2 separate regions of the Zea mays genome follow, and region 2 is linked to region 1. Evidence: chromatin contacts called from public Hi-C data. All regions are on one chromosome and are shown on one strand. Each heading gives the region's core, a stretch centred on a gene start, on an enhancer-like site or on the middle of the called end of the contact. The rest is flanking DNA. Distances are from core to core; before and after follow the strand shown.

Region 1 (4,770 bases), core at 497-2,996:
TATTACAAAATGAGAATGTCTTACAAAATGCTAATAATAAATAAAGCGAACTAATATTATTTCCTTGATGCCATTAAGTCGACTGGGAGACGACTCCTAGACCTCGTCATACTCCTCGTAGTAGTCCTCCTCCTAGGCTACCTGCTCTTCACCTGTAGGGGAAGAGTTTTATCGCAAGAGTGAGCTCACAAAAGTTCATCGCTCAACAAGTGTGGGGAATAATGTGCATGAGCTCACAAAAGTGGGGGCCCATGTATAGTGTCAGGCTAATCAACAAATAATGGTTAAGGCAATGCATTGCTTTTAATAAGTTGGTCAAATTTTATTAGCAGTTACTAAGTATAAGTAAATAGCAACCCAAATAAATCAGAGATCATAATTAATAATAAACCACAATGTGATGCAAATGACCAATTAAGTTTAATTTCATAAGTTACTCATGTGAGGGTCTGAGACGCTCTTGACCGTGAGCATGGTTGATATATCAGTTTTACACTCTGCAGAGGTTGCACATCTTTACACACAAGTCGTGTTACCCATCTGCCATGGGGTTATACGGACCCCATACACCTCTACCGAGGAGGCGAGGCAGGGTAGCACTACGAGGCATTTACAAAGTTCCACTAGCTTCAGAAAACCCGCTATGGTTTCTGAGGAGAGCAATATAGGAATCCCTCGTCTGAAAAGCCATCGCAGCATGATCAACCCAAGAACCACCCTATACTGACAACTCCCCTACCGCCCTTGCCCCTTTCAGGTAAGGTAGTCCACCACCAGCTTTCCTAATTAGTCAGTCAAGGGCGTCCCATACCACCCTTGTGGTAGCACTGTTTTCCCGGGTGGTTCTCCATATTCCCATTAACATAATGATCTTATCATAAACAGTAAATAACTCATTGACAATAAATATCATGATCATAAATAATGTGTATCTTAACACCCAAAACCACATAAAGCAATAACATATGCTACCCAAAAGTTCAGTGGTAATCAAGGTATAAAGATGACCAAATTAGGGTGACCTATTAGGTCCCATCAAAATTAACCTATGCAGATCATAATAATTAAAACGAACATTATTGGGTAAATAGAAGTGATCAAGGATACAACTTGCCTTCAACGAGCTCCTACTCAGAGTTCTCCACCTGCTGGGTTCCGGGTTCCTCAATCACTTGCTCATCTACTCGCAACAATGCATACAAATATGGTATAGGCAAAAATTATCATCACACCAAACATGAGAATAAATTGTATAATATTGTTCTATGTGTCGAGACGGAACTCTAGGTTCGAGAACCACTAAAATCTGAGTTAAAAAGAGAGAGTTATGGATTTTCTAATATTAATGAATTAATTCTATACTAGAAATTCAATTTTAGAATCTTTTTACATAATTATAAGCTGACTGGACCGTGGACACTATTATTGGAAAGTTCATGGCTAAAATATTAAGAAAATAGGACTTGTCTGTGATTAATTACTACGACCAGAGGATGGCGGGTTGTTTTACTAAAACCCCCAGGACCCTTTTGCAAAACGGGGTCGGCTGAAGGGGTATTGGCGCGATCAATCCGTTGGATTTGGATCACGTGGCCTGGATAGATTTCAGCTTTTACCAAACCGATATGCGTCGCCGCACGTCAGATCTAGGATCAACAAATAAGATTTAATGAATCTAAACCTATTCGGAACCACCAGATATCGATCCGAGGGTGCAGATTAATTAGGCCAAAGGGTACGCCTGCGGCCGCATCAGAGCCACCCGTCAGGAGATCAGCGGTTGTCTGAGCTTCTGCTGCACCCAGCGCAGAACATGGTGGTTGTGTGCCGCCGCATCTGAGAGTTCCGGCGAGCACACCGATCAGGTGCCCCAGTGCCCTACGTGCCTACCTAATTGTGTTTACATGTCGTGAGGGCGATGGGAAATCAATGGAGATGACCCTTATCATGGGAGGGGCGTGGAGGTTCATGTTCTCGGTGAAGGGCGACACTGCGATGCAGAGCTTGCGTCGGCGTGAAATTCACCATGCTCTTGTCAGCACCACCACGCACGGATGCACCCTGCAAGTTCCCCAGCTCCCATGGTGTACCCCCGACACGCACCGGAGGCCCAACACCGGTAAATCGAAGCTTCCTCGGTGGCTGACCTCTCCCACACTCGACAGTGGATCTCAGGCGAATACGGCTCCTGGCGGCTTAAGGTGGGTGAGCGGGGAGAGTCAGAGGGCCGCGTATATACCCCCTAGGGCAGGAGTCTAGCCGGTTCAGCCCAAGACTCCGAGCTACCCCCTCCCCCACGGTGGGTTTGGCGCATCTGTAGCGACAGGTTCCCATGGGTTTGTTGAGGAAGATGTTGACAGTCGCCAAGCTTCTTTTCGTCGTCGATGAGCGACACTAACGCGAGCGCCTCGTGCCAGTGGTGTTTGTTCGGGGTTTCCAAGTAAGAAACATGGATTCATCTTTGGCGTTGGTTTATGAAAATGACTCACAAGTCAGAGCCATGGAAAAATATTACGGAGAATAAATGTCACACATATAAAAAAGAATTTAAGTTGAAAACATTACTCAAACAAAAGAAATTGCATGCAAGGCTCTTTTTTAAATACTACTCCCTTCATCCAAAAATATAATTCAGGAATCTCGTTGATAATTATCTACTACTACACATTGTGCAAAGGTAGCAGGTGAGCTTTGGGAGAGATGTAGTATATATTTTACTGTAACAGATATTGACATAAACACACATGTGGTGTAGTGGTAGCTACGAGCACATTTGCTTGAGAGGTCGCAGGCTCGAATCCTATTGGAGCCACATTTGTGTTTTTTAAATTTAATTTTAGCTAGACGTGGGATGCACGTGGAAATGGGAATGAGATTTGCGGGGAGGAGGAATGAGAAAGACTGTGCGGGGAGGGGGTAATGGGAATGGCAGAACACGGAATGGCAGCCGTGAATGGGAATGGGCTTTGCGGGGAGGGGAGAATGAGAAAGACAGTGCGGGGAGGGGGAACGGGAATGGCAGAACACGGAATGACAGCCTACCCCTTACCGCCTTAATAAGTAGTAGAGATTTCATACATTGACTTGGTTACTTTAAACATGAGCACTCATTTGCATAAATAGATAAAGGCCATATATATAACTTAATCCCTTCGCTTCTATTATCCACAATTTGGGGTATTACATCATGCTTCTCCCCTCATAAGCTCTCTCGAGGTTCTTTCCAAGGGGAGGACCTCCCTCCACCGACCTAGTCGGCATGGGGAAAGCGGTCGTCGAGCTCCAAACACGTTATCCAAGTGAGATCCGACCACCCTTTGGCGGGGTTTAGTTTCAGCGAGTGGTCCCACTAGGGGGCTCGACCCCCTAGGGGCATCTCATTTAGTCCTTCCTTATTCGATCTTGTTCTGGCCCTTTGGTCGGTATAGCCGACCAAAGAGGGGCCTTGTGGCCACCCCGTTATCCTGTTTTCCGCAGAGAAATGTGAGGTTCTATCCTGGATGTGGATGCGAGCAAATGACCTATGGGTCGATCACCTAGCTTGTGACTCGCTGGGTGCTTGCTCGATCCACCCCTCACTCTGCGTGAGAAATTAAGATGAGTTCAATTTTTACCTGGTTGGTCTGATGCAATCACTACCGTAGTGTGGTAAATGGGTGGTCATCATGACACCGCTCGGCGTGGGTGGCTTGACGGGACGCGAAATAGCCTGCCTGCCCTATCACGTTGGGGTGGAGTGGTGGTTTGGTTAACCGCCTCGCTCGTTGCTGGGGCATCCTATGTGGCGTGCCCCGTTGGCGCTCTATCCCAGGCGGTGAAAACATGCAAGGCACACAGTCTTTTCTGCCTGATACCCATTGTGGCCCCAGTCAGTGTTGTTTGTGGTGGCCCCACTTTTCAGGTGTCACCCCTATCCCCTGCATAAGTAGAGAGGAGGAAGTGATCGGGGTTAGTTTCGCTTACCATATTCTTGCGCTCGAGCCCTTGCTTCCTTTCTCCCCTAGAAGCCCTCTAGTTGCTTGTGCTTTCTCGTCGTGCCTCCTTGCCTCCTTGTGCCCGTCCACTTTGCCCACTGCACGGATGGTGTCATTCCCTGTTTCCCTGATCCGGGAGAGTCGTCTCCTTTGTCTAGAGAAGAAAGGGTTCATTCCCTCGAGAGAGGCATCAGAGTGGAGGTTGGAAAGTGAAGGTGAGGTGCCTTGTCCCGGGGACAGCGAGGTGGTCATGCTCGCGTCCTTCTATGAGCGCGGGTTTGACCTGCCCCTTCATCATTTCGTGTGTGTCCTTCTATGAGGACTTGGAAAGAAAGCAATGTTTTTGGGGTTCCGTTTATTGCTGAATGGTTTAGAGACAAAGGGCATTTTATCAAATCCCAAATAACAGCTGACACAGGTAATGTAGAACTAACCATCAGAGTTTTGTCTGAAAATATTGAGAACATATAATGCAGTTTTTGGCATCATCTATGTTGATGTGCTGTGTTTTTCATGGATTTTGTTGTCTCCTTATTTTTTGACACATGTCCATCTCCTTATTTGGCAGATGCAATAGCTCTTATGCAGCTGCAAGATGACTTAACAAAATATATGAGTGCCGAGGGACAGTACATAGAGGGGGAACTCGAAATGTACATGGAAAATCACAAGAAAGTCAAGGGTAATTCCTTGTGGAAGCTTAACGTTGTTGAGAGCACCTAGAGGGGGGGGTGAATAGGTGATCCTGTAAAACTTAAGCTTATAGCCACAAAAACTTGTTAAGGGTTAGCACAGT
Region 2 (5,196 bases), core at 1,119-3,618, 190 kb before region 1:
AGAAAAGCAAGGAAAAGAGAGGGTAACTCCTGAATTTTGAGTATAGAGCAAAGAAATTTTTATACCCCAAAATTTAGGGTGTTACATTTGGATGAGACACTGAACCAAATTATGGGGGAAATAAAACATTCAAATTAGATTTTTTTGGTTTCATTGCATGTTAATCCATTTTCTCTGAACGCATGTTCTTGTCATCCTAAATTTGTGCACGTGCACTAGGAAACTGATTTTACGTAGCGTACCGTATTGCATAAACACATACATGTGTAACATAATTTGTATTATATATAATATCTTTCTAACGACCTAACTGCATGGTTGTTATAGAGATCCTATTTATGGATAAAATAAAGCATTTAAATCAGATTTTTCGTTTCCACACATGCCAATCCATTTTCTAAATTGTGTGCATGCCTTCCAAAATTTTCACGCATGCAAATAGAAACAAATGCGCCCACACATGCAAATAGAAACAAATGCGCATGCGGGGGCGCGTGGGGGTGGATGCGGTGAGGCCAGCCGGGTTAGAGGGAAGGTTTGACCTGGTGCATGGTGAGAGACGCACCAGACCGTATGCACCTGGTTGTTAGGTGCGGTCCAGAGGTGGCTAGGCTTCGTGTAACTATTTGAAGCCCTAGACTCCCAATATCTCTCTCTCTCTCTCTCTCTCTCTCTCTATATATATATATATATATATATATATAATTTCGGGTTTTCGGAATAATTGGTTTTCGCAAACACTAAAATTTAGGGATTGACATAATATCAGAAAAGTTGAAATTCACGTTTAATACTCGAAAAATATTTCTAAGGTTCAAAAAATGAAACACCCTCAAAATAAATTAACATGTTTTGAAGAATTTTGCGCTCACAAATACTATGCAACAACATGAATACAACAATCAAAACTACTCTTGGGTTTTATTTTACTAGGTTTATGCCTATACATATAATAACTCTTTATTATTTAAAAAAAGAAAAGAAAAGCAAGAAAAAGAGGTCCTGAATTTTGAGTATAGAGCAAAGAAATTTTTATACCCAAAAATTAGGGTGTTGCACTTGGATGAGGTACCGAACCATATTATGGGGGAAATAAAACATTTAAATCAGATTTTTTGGTTTCATTGCATGGCAATTCATTTTCTCTCAACGCATGTTCTTGTCATCCTAAATTTGTGCACATGCACTAGGAAACTGATTTTACGTAGCGTACCGTAATGCATAAATACATTCATGTGTAGCATAATTTGTGTTGGTATATATAATAAAATGTTTCTAACGACCTAACTGCATGACTGTTATAGAGATTCTATTTATGGACAGAATAAAGCATTTAAATCAGAATTTTCGTTTCCACGCATGCCAATCCAGTTTCTAAATTGTGTGCATGCCTTCCAAAATTTTCACGCAAGCAAATAGAAACAAATGCGCCCACACATGCAAATAGAAACAAATGTGCATGTAGGGGCGCGTGGGGTGAATGCGGTGAGGCCACCCGGGTCATAGGGAAGGTTTAACCTGGTGCATGGCGGGGACGCACCAGACCACATGCACCTGGTTGTTAGGTGCGGTCCAGAGGTGGCTAGGGTTTCCTGTAACTATTTGAAGCCCTGGGCTCCCAATATCCCCCTCCATATATATATATATATAATTTTGGGTTTTCAGAATAATTGGTTTTCACAAACACTAAATTTTAGGGATTGACATAATATTAGAAAAGCTGAAATTCATGTTTAATACCCGAAAAATGTTTCGAAGGTTAAAAAATGTAGCACCCTCAAAATAAATTAACATGTTTTGAAGAATTTTGCGCTCATAAATACTATGCAACAACATGAATACAACAAGCAAAACTACTCTAGGGTTTTATTTTATTAGGTTTATGCCTATATATATATAATAACTCTTCATTATTTAGAAAAAAGAAAAGAAAAGCAAGGAAAAGAGAGGATAACTCCTGAATTTTGAGTATAGAGCAAAGTAATTTTTATACCCCAAAGTTTAGGGTGTTACACTTGGGTGAGGTCCCGAACCCGCAGGTGGGCCATAATCGACAATATTGTTTCAAACGACCTTTTGATAACCATACAGAGGTGGCGTGCCCATTGTTGTGCCATCCGTTAACCCTTTTCCCATCGTTCCGTCGTAGCGGCTGACTGACATGTGACCCTCATGCAGGATGGGTCTCCAGGTCATGTGAGCGATGCTTCAACACCGCTTTGGTGGTCAAAATGGTTTTGACTGTTGCGGTGGAACCAAGAAAGTATTTATTGCACTTGTTTCTAGCATTTCTTTTGCACGACTGATAGATCTGGCCCTCATGTCATAGATAGGGTACCTGGGTCCCGGGTGACGTCTCCTGAGATTTTGCGCGGCGATCCAGGGGTGAGTGCGGGAGAGTCTGCCTAGAAAAGGATTCATACAGTGTATTGCGGTTACCTTTCCGCATTTGCTTCATCTCCAAACATGCGCTCTTCCTCGTCCTTTGTTTGCGCCGCCACCAACGTCATGGCTTCCCTTATTCATCCTCGCCGATTCCAAACCCAATGCGACCTTGATAAGGTGTGTCGTCTGCTGGGGTGGACTTCACCGGAGCACGCCAGCAGAATCCATGCGGGGATGCTACCATTGGGTGCCTTGTAGCCAAGGGAGTTCGTCCTTTTTATCTCCAACATGTCTGCTTGGCTTGCACTACCAATTCCTCCTTCTTTATGCTACTGCTGGATGAGTACGACCTCCAACTTCAACACCTTACCCCCCACTCCATCCTCTAGGTGGCCATCTTCATCCACTTGTGAGAGATGTTCGTGGGGCAGCACCCTTGCACTTCACTTTTCCACCATTTCTTCGTGTTAGTGAAGTCAGAGAAGGGAAGGGACGTGCTTGGTGCTTACTACTTCCAAACGAGGCCCGATCCATCCATTTTCTACGTCAAGACCCTTGCTGGCGGGAAACAGGAGGATTGGAGACATGATTGGGTGAATGCCAGGACCGAGGCTAGTGAATGCCTCATCCTGTCGACCGAGGGGCCGACCACCGACCGTAAGTTCTAGAGGGGTAGACTGCCTCTACCGATGGTGTTCGACCCCATGATAGACAGGATCAAGGCCCTAGCATCGAAAGGTCTTACATTGACATGTATGCTCAGCGATTTCCAGAAGCGCGGATCATGCCGTTTCATCAGAGGTCGCAGTTGTCTTGCTAGTTCACCGTTTCGCTTGACTGCTACCGGATCGTGCGTGAGGACAATTCCGATTTGACCTAGGAGGAGCTGGAGCTTTTGAACAACGAGATATCTAGTGAGGCCTTTATTCTAGAGCATATTTTTCCCCTAGGATGTCTCTACATTATGTGATGACCAAGGCCTTAGATCAGGGCTCATGGCCACCATGTCGACCGTGAATGATAATGGCCCGACAGTTCGTCAGCTGGGAGGTGACCCGAACCGCGGGGTCCGGATACTATCATGGTTTCTAGAACCGCTGACTAGTGGGACCTTATTTGTAACACCCTAAAATCCTATTTTGTCATTTAAGAAAATCCTCTAAAGATTTAAAATCTAAAATATACCTTTATAAGGATTTCCTTACCTTTTAGAATAATCTCCTAAGACAAATTAATGGAAAATTTAGATTTTTGAATACTAACACTGGAATTGAATTTAAGTAAACAAAAAATATATTCCATTATTGAGTAAAAGTGTTTATTAGATAAAACTATTAGTATTGAATTACATATAGAGTTAGAAGCATTTATGTGCATGAGCAAGATAATAAATAAATTAAAATAAATTAAAACCTTTGTATTCATGTTGAGTTTTATGTGATGCATATAATCTTGAAATCTGAACTCTAAATAAAATTTGAACTTGAATTAGAATTGGAAAACTGAAATTGGAAAGGTAAATCAAAATAAAAATAGGAAATAAGAAAGGAAAAAAGAGAAGGTTTGCCACTACCTGTGCCGATTCCCTCCCTCAGTCAGGCCCAATAACCTTTCTCCACTCACTCTTCCCAGCCCATCACAACAGTCGAGCCTCACCCAACATTGGCAGGTGGACCCCAAGGGTCGAGCTCCTGTGGCCACCTCGTGTGCGCCCTCACACAGCCTGCTAGGTGGACCCTCAACGTTGTGGCGCTCCGCACGCGGTCGCGCTCAGGCGCTGGTGGGTGGGCCCATGACACCGGTGGCTTCCCCTTCCCTTGGCTATTGCGAGCATCTCAACCACCGCCGAGAGCTTTGAGATTCCGCCAGGTACGCTTTGCTCGCCCCTATAAAACCGGTCATCGCATCACTGAGCACCTGCACATCCACCGACGACTCCGTGCTGCCACCGAGAGAGGACAACAGAGAGGGAAAGTAATCACGTCGCGAAGGAGAGATAAGTGAAAGGGAAATGGACTTAATCATTTCCTATAATCAATTTTGGTGGTTGACGTCCAACGCAAACCACGTGGACTAACTAGTTTGTCTAGAAATCATCTATCACAGGTGCATAAGGTTCAACACAAACCAAGAAAGAAATCCAGTTAGGGACACAATCAAAAATGGAGCAAAGGACTTGAGTGTGCTGATCTTTGGCGCACCGGACACTGTCCGGTGCACCAGGCCCGTACAGAACCAAACCAGCCACTCTCGGGAATTCAGTGGTGCCCTCCGCTATAATTCACCAGACTGTTCAGTGAGCCAGCGGAGCAACGGCTCTCTGCGCGCCAACGGTCGACTGTGCAGAGTCTACAGTGGTGAACAGTGTCGCACAGAAGTCAGAGGTCACCGGACTGTCCGGTGTGGCACCGGACTGTCCGGTGTAGCAAGACGACAAGACGCTCCAACGGTCAACTGCTCAAAACCCTAACGAACGCGCTGACGTGGCGTGCACCGGATAGTGAATAGCGCCTATCCGGTGCGCCACCGGATTGTCCGGTGCGCCCATCGCCAACAACGGCTAGGAAGTGGTTGGGGGCTATAAATACCCCCCCAACCACCTCATTCAAAGTCATCCAAGCCTTCTGAAATATTCATTCATTGCAAGAGCAAAGTCCAACACTCCAAGACACAATCAAAGCAATCAATCCACTCCAAGTTCCCAAAATCAACTCTAGTGCTTAAGGGCTTGTGAGAGGATCACTTGTGTTCTTTTGTTGCTCTTGTCGCTGGGATTGCCTTCTTCCTTTCTCAATTCCATTTCTCAAGTGC

Evidence for each region. A called contact is a pair of places that touch in the nucleus more often than the background predicts.
Region 2: a contact with region 1 is called in a Hi-C map of ear, with 3 times the contacts expected there. The contact joins two enhancer-like sites. A contact is called at or near these places in 2 of 25 Hi-C or Micro-C datasets (ear and tassel).

Annotation. Positions count from the first base shown.
Region 1 is chr4:42,790,062-42,794,831 of Zm-B73-REFERENCE-NAM-5.0, reverse strand. No RefSeq gene overlaps it. Among protein-coding and RNA genes, the nearest start is that of LOC100383143, 14 kb to the right of the region's middle. Within about 2 kb of position 1,746, at least 18 of the 20 cell types and tissues checked have an H3K27ac peak or open chromatin away from gene starts, as enhancers often do. A contact at or near this core is called in ear, where this site is marked.
Region 2 is chr4:42,977,728-42,982,923 of Zm-B73-REFERENCE-NAM-5.0, reverse strand. No RefSeq gene overlaps it. Among protein-coding and RNA genes, the nearest start is that of LOC103655248, 40 kb to the left of the region's middle. Within about 2 kb of position 2,368, at least 10 of the 20 cell types and tissues checked have an H3K27ac peak or open chromatin away from gene starts, as enhancers often do. A contact at or near this core is called in ear, where this site is marked.